2 separate regions of the Hordeum vulgare genome follow, and region 1 is linked to region 2. The links are chromatin contacts, called in public Hi-C maps. All regions are on one chromosome and are shown on one strand. The core of a region is the stretch at or near the end of the contact, and the rest is flanking DNA. Distances in the headings are between cores, read along the strand shown.

The links. Hi-C and Micro-C count contacts between places; a contact is called where the count stands out from the background.
Region 1: a contact with region 2 is called in a Hi-C map of leaf, with 6 times the contacts expected there. The contact joins the enhancer-like site here to the promoter of LOC123411621 in region 2. A contact is called at or near these places in 2 of 6 Hi-C or Micro-C datasets (leaf and seedling) and 1 of 1 datasets of contacts at active chromatin or transcription factors (embryo).

What each region holds. Positions count from the first base shown.
Region 1 is chr7H:212,930,913-212,933,782 of MorexV3_pseudomolecules_assembly, reverse strand. No RefSeq gene overlaps it. Among protein-coding and RNA genes, the nearest start is that of LOC123411621, 140 kb to the right of the region's middle. Within about 2 kb of position 1,337, at least 3 of the 3 cell types and tissues checked have open chromatin away from gene starts, as enhancers often do. A contact at or near this core is called in leaf and seedling, where this site is marked.
Region 2 is chr7H:212,787,733-212,790,646 of MorexV3_pseudomolecules_assembly, reverse strand. It overlaps LOC123411621 (zinc finger protein CONSTANS-LIKE 14-like), which reads left to right and starts at 1,577. Exons shown (of 4, transcript XM_045104586.1): 1 at 1,577-2,624. The coding sequence starts at 1,782.

The DNA of each region.
Region 1 (2,870 bases), core at 88-2,587, 140 kb before region 2:
TGTTTTAGCGATGCACACATTTGGAAATTATGGGACAATTTTCTAAATTAAAGAACATTTTTGAATTCGTAAACACTATCAAGATTATTGAACATTTTACAAATTTGGAAACAATTTAAAATTTATTTAAAGTTTTGTATTTGAGATTATGTTTGAAATCCCCAGCAAATAGAACTTCAGATTGATGAACAGTTCTATAGAAATAAACGAACAATAAACAAAAAATGAATAACAGAAATAAAAAAACAGGAGCGCCCACCCCCACACATGGGCTGGCCGAAATGCATGTGGAGGCGTGGGGGCTGCACGATTAGTGGCTCCCTGCTAACAAGACCTCATAGTTGACGCCTTCTGCACCGGTCAGTGCCAGTGTTTCTGGCGTCGAAACACCGCTGTTATGTCCCGACCCGTCACGCATGCGACGGTTTTAAAAAAATTCATTGATTTTTTAAAAAATCACTCATTTGCAAAAATGTTTTCAAATATTTTAAAGAAATTTCTCAAATTTAGAAAAAGATCATCGATTTTGACTAAAATGTTCATGGATTATTAAAAATAGAGATTGGAAAACTAGACCGAATTTGAAAACGTAATCTTGGATCAACAAAAATATAGCACATGTTCCCAGATATTTATGAATTTGAACAAATTCCACGTGTTTGAAAAAACGATTCATGGATTTAATAAGAGTTCACAAATTAAAAAAAAACATTCGGACCAACAAAAGTATCGCACATGTAAAATATAGAATAATCCTAAAAAATAAGATTATAAAGAATAAAGAAATAAAATGATGAAGAAATAAAATAGGAAAAAATACGCAAGAAAAAATGAACTACAACTACAGCCCTAAATGTGCTGGCCTGCTCGGTCGGAGTGGTGGGCGGCGGTTAGTACATCTACAGCTTAAGGCGCGGAATAAGATCAGGGTCTGACGCACGCTAAATAGGACCTCCAAACTCTTTGTTCCGCCCAACTGAAATGGCTGCAGTAACAAGCGGATAACATGTGAGTTCTAGACATGCTAATTTAATATTTTTTCCGTTTTATAATATAAAAGCATTTTTATAACAGTTTAAAACGTTCTTATATTATGGAACGTGGAGGGAGTACGATAATAACCAGTTTACACTCCCCCGCAAAAAAAAAAAGTTACCAGTTTACACCAGAGTACAGAAAAGCGTAAAACACCTTGTGTTGTGAACAGTGTCACTCGTCTCTCACGCAAACGGGGAATATACGACAAGACAACTTTATTTCCGGTAAGATTAGATTCGGAGCCCAATAATTTAGTCTATACAACTCGGATCCGTAGACCAAACAGACGCTTCTGGACTCCGCGGCTATTAATTAAATCAGATTTGTTAGCATATAATAGTCCTGTCATACACGCACCAGTGCTAAAAGAAGAAGGTAAGCTCGAGCTGCTAATATAATACACACACTAATCATGGCCTTCCACTAGCCGTAGCCCACCTTAATTTAATCATCAATTACCAAATCCAGCTATGCATGTATAGATACTGCGTCCAAGATTTCGTGGGGAATTGTTTATTTCCGTGTCGTCATGGCTGACCTCAATTCAGGAGCTGCTAACTAGTTGCAGCCGGATATGTATTCTCTTTCGTGTCTTATAGTCTGCATTTTCTACAAAATCTAATTATTATTGCAAAATTGTGGCGATCTTAATAAATATAATTCATATATTTGATAGTTTAAGATTTGTAATCCGTCTCCTACCAGCTATATCATTCGGAGATGTGAGTGTTAGAAATATATTTAGAGTCCATGTAGTTGATAATTTAGGATTTGTAATCCGTCTTCTACCTTATCTTTAGAAGATGCTTCTTGTTCTCTAAGTTTGTACTCCTACATATACTCGTCCATGAGGCTTAATACAACATTCATCGTATTATGTCAATCCATCATATTCCACATCAATCCCTCTATCTCTCTTCTAACATGATATGAGATCTAAGAAGTCTTGAGTTCAATACCCGGTTGACGCAATTAAATTGTAGCCTATTTTTGGTCCATGTTTAGGTCTGAGGGAGCCACACGTGAGGGAGAATATTGACGTATAAATTTATTGCCTAGTCTCTTTCATCATATTGATCTTTAGTTTGCATTGGCTACAACATGCACTTCTACGACGTCAGGGACGTCGCTTGGTGGAGGCGGGGTGGCGGCGTTCGAGATGAAGACGACGACGACTGACGTGGCCAGAGCCGGCAGCCGGGCAGCCGACCCGACACGACTGAGGAGCGAGGCGACGGAGCCGGCGAGGCCGAGGGCCGGCAGCCCCAACTCGACATGGACCACGACGTCCTTCGCACGGATACCGCGGCCACGACTACACCACCCACACTCTTAGCTACTTCGACAACGACACAAAGGGTTATCACCTTGCTTGAGCAACTCATCGGCTTCCTCTACATTCCATGCGTTTGCGACGCGACACCGTCCTCGACGCTCCTGTTGTGATTGCGGGGGATGTCAGCCCGTCGGTTGTTATTCTCTCGAGTCTGACCGTCCACGATGCTCCTGTTGTTCACAAGCTATTGCTACGATCATGGGGGGTGTTAGAGATATATTTGGAGTCTATGTATTTGGTAGTCTAGGATTTGTAATCTATCTCCTACCTTATCTCTTAAAGAGGCTTCTTGCCCTCCAAGTTTGTACTCTTGTATATACTCGTTCATGAGGCTCAATACAACAACCATCACATTATGCAAATCCATCATATTCCACACCAATCCCTCTCTCTTCCTTCTAACAGTGAGTACTCGTACTAGCAACTAATTCATAACCCATCATATATTTAAGAGCAATTATAGTTGATGCCCAACATCAAAAGAATACAAATATAA
Region 2 (2,914 bases), core at 328-2,827:
GATGGATGGGTATGGACGCCGGAAATGTTTCGGGCACCACCGACAAAGTGTCGGGACCACCAGAAGGGTTCCGGAGGCCCACCGGGAGGGGCCACAAGCCCCGGAGGGCTACATGGGCCAAGTGCGGGAGGGAACCAGCCCCTAGGTGGGCTGGTGTGCCCCCCACACCCAGCCCATGCGCACCAGAGAGGGAGGGAGGGGAAACCCTAGGCGTTGGTGGGCCTAAGGCCCACCTAGGGGTGCGCCCCCCCTCTCCCTGCCCTGGCCGCCGCCCCTCTCCCATCTAGGCAGCCGCACCACCTAGGGTGGGAACCCTAGGGGTGGCGCACCCCCTCCCCTCCTCCTATATATAGGGAGGGTTTTGGGGCTGTTTTGCACATAGTTTTCCCTCTCCTCGGCGCAGCCCTGCTCCTCCTTCCTCCTCTCCTACGGTGCTTGGCGAAGCCGTGCCGGGAGAGCTCGTCTCTCCATCGACACCATGCTGCCGTGCTGCCGGAGATCTTCCCCAACCTCTCCCTCCTCTTTGCTGGATCAAGGTGCGGGAGACGTCACCGAGCTGCACGTGTGTTGAACGCGGAGGTGCCGTGGTTCGGCACTAGATCGGAATCACACCGCGATCTGAATCGCCGCGAGTACGACTCCATCAACCGCGTTCTAGCAACGCTTCCGCTTAGGGATCTTCAAAGGTACGAAGATGCACTCACCCCTCTCTCGTTGCACGTCTCTCCATAGAAAGATCTGAACATGGCGTAGGAAAATTTTGAATTTATGCTACATTATCCAACACCTATCCCTATAAACACTTTTGAGAGACTGGACCAACATATTGTCTTGAAATTTATGAAGTCATCGTAAACACCTCGTCGTTGAGAGGAACCTCTTCTTCCACTGAATGCGCATCGTCGAAAATCCTGAAATAAGTTTAGAAATAAATGCGAGCAAGACTTGAACCCCGGTGACTTGATGGGCTGAGCATACCACAATCCGTCGAACCATCCAATCAGAGATTGATTCATATTTCTAATTAAGAGATGATCTCTTAGCAAAAATGCACATATTTAGAAATATCAAAATATTAAAGATAAGACTAGAAAACTACTCCCTTTGTCTTCTTATAAGTGTCCCAAGTTTAATATAATTTTATACAAAAATTAGTACTCTCTTCGTCCAAAAATACTTGTTAGAGAAATCGATGTATCTAGATGTATTTTAGTTCTAAATACATTTATTCCTATTTATTTTTATAACAACTAATTTCGAACAGAGAAAATATAAAATTAAGACAGTTATTTGAGACTAAGGAAGCCTATTATGCATGAACTTTTTGTCTTATTTTAGTTACATGCCCTAATTTGTACGGGAGTCCTAATCCTTTCCACCGCATCGGGACCCGCTGCCCATGCCCCACCGTGTCAGCCTCCCAGCCCCCTCGCACTCAGCCCACCACCTCAGCGAGCTCCGCTAGATATTTTCCGACATGGCGAGCTCACTGCCCAACCGGTCCCACGTCCTCGGCCCCGCCACCTCAGCGAAATCATAGCGCGGCACGTGGAAAGAGAAGGCCGCGCCCGGCCTCGCTGTTGGGCATGGCGCACGGGATCGGTCCTCTCCCTCGCTTTCTCCCGTACCCTCGCAGTCGCAGCCTCGTTTCGGATTGCATTTGCATAAGCTAAGCGCGCGGCGATAAGAAGCGGCAGAACCCTCTCGCTCTCCCGCCGTTTGACCCGCCTCCCTCCGGCATCGCGGGGTTCTCTGCTCGGGTTGCTTGCTGGGCGCTGGACATGAAGGACGGAGGGGCGAGGCAGCACTGGCCGTGCGACTACTGCGGGGAGGCGGCGGCGGCGCTGCACTGCCGCGCGGACGCGGCGCGGCTCTGCGTGGCGTGCGACCGCCACGTGCACGCCGCCAACGCGCTCTCCCGGAAGCACGTGCGCGCGCCGCTCTGCGCCGGGTGCGCGGCCCGCCCGGCCGCGGCGCGCGTGGCGGCTGGGGGAGGCGAGCCGGCGTTCCTCTGCGTGGACTGCGACGGCGGGTGCGAAGGCGCGGCGCGCGTGCCCGTGGAGGGGTTCGCGGGCTGCCCCGCGGCGGCCGAGCTCGCCGCGTCGTGGGGCGTCGACCTCCTCCCTGGCGGCGGTGGCGCCGCCGCGTTCGGTTGCGGCCTCGGCACTGGCGCCGGCCAGGAGGATGAGGACGCCTTCTTCTTCTCGTCCTTGGACTACTCCATGCTGGTTGACCCCGAGATGCGCGACCTCTACGTGCCCTGCAACCCGCCGGAGGTGGCTGTCTCGGCAGGCGGCGGTCGGCCCCTCAAGGGGGAAGCGCTGTGCGACCAGCTCGCGGAGATGGCGCGGCGAGAGACGGACACGTCGCAGCCGCAGGGGTACTCGGATCTGAGCCCCAGGACTCCTCGCCGGTCCTCCGCCGGGTCTAGCGGGCGCTTGCCTGACAAGCAGCCTCCCCCGCCGCTGCCTCCTGCTCCAGAGGTGCCGTGTCCGTACACGTCCCTGCTGATGATGCCGTCAGCCCACTGCGCCGAGCTTGTCGGCAACGACCGGCTCCCTGATGACGACGAAGAACAACTTCGATGGGAGTTCGCCCCACCCTCATCAGTGCCACCCACCCAGGTAAAAAACATGAGAATAATACTATTGTGCAAACAAATAAATCAATTGTGGGTATTCACTATTCAGACAATTCACATGTAATTGTATTACTAATCAAATGTTTTGTGCGTGTCTTTATGAGTGTCTAAATTAGTTGCATTGCCTTCAGGTAGCCGCATCGTGCTAGCCCGACACACATTAACATCACATGTTTTCTGGGAATGCATTAACACTACACGGTCACGAGAAATGTTCTGATCTTAATTTCCTGAGCAAACAACAATAGATCATCAAACAAGTTTGTTGAAGGC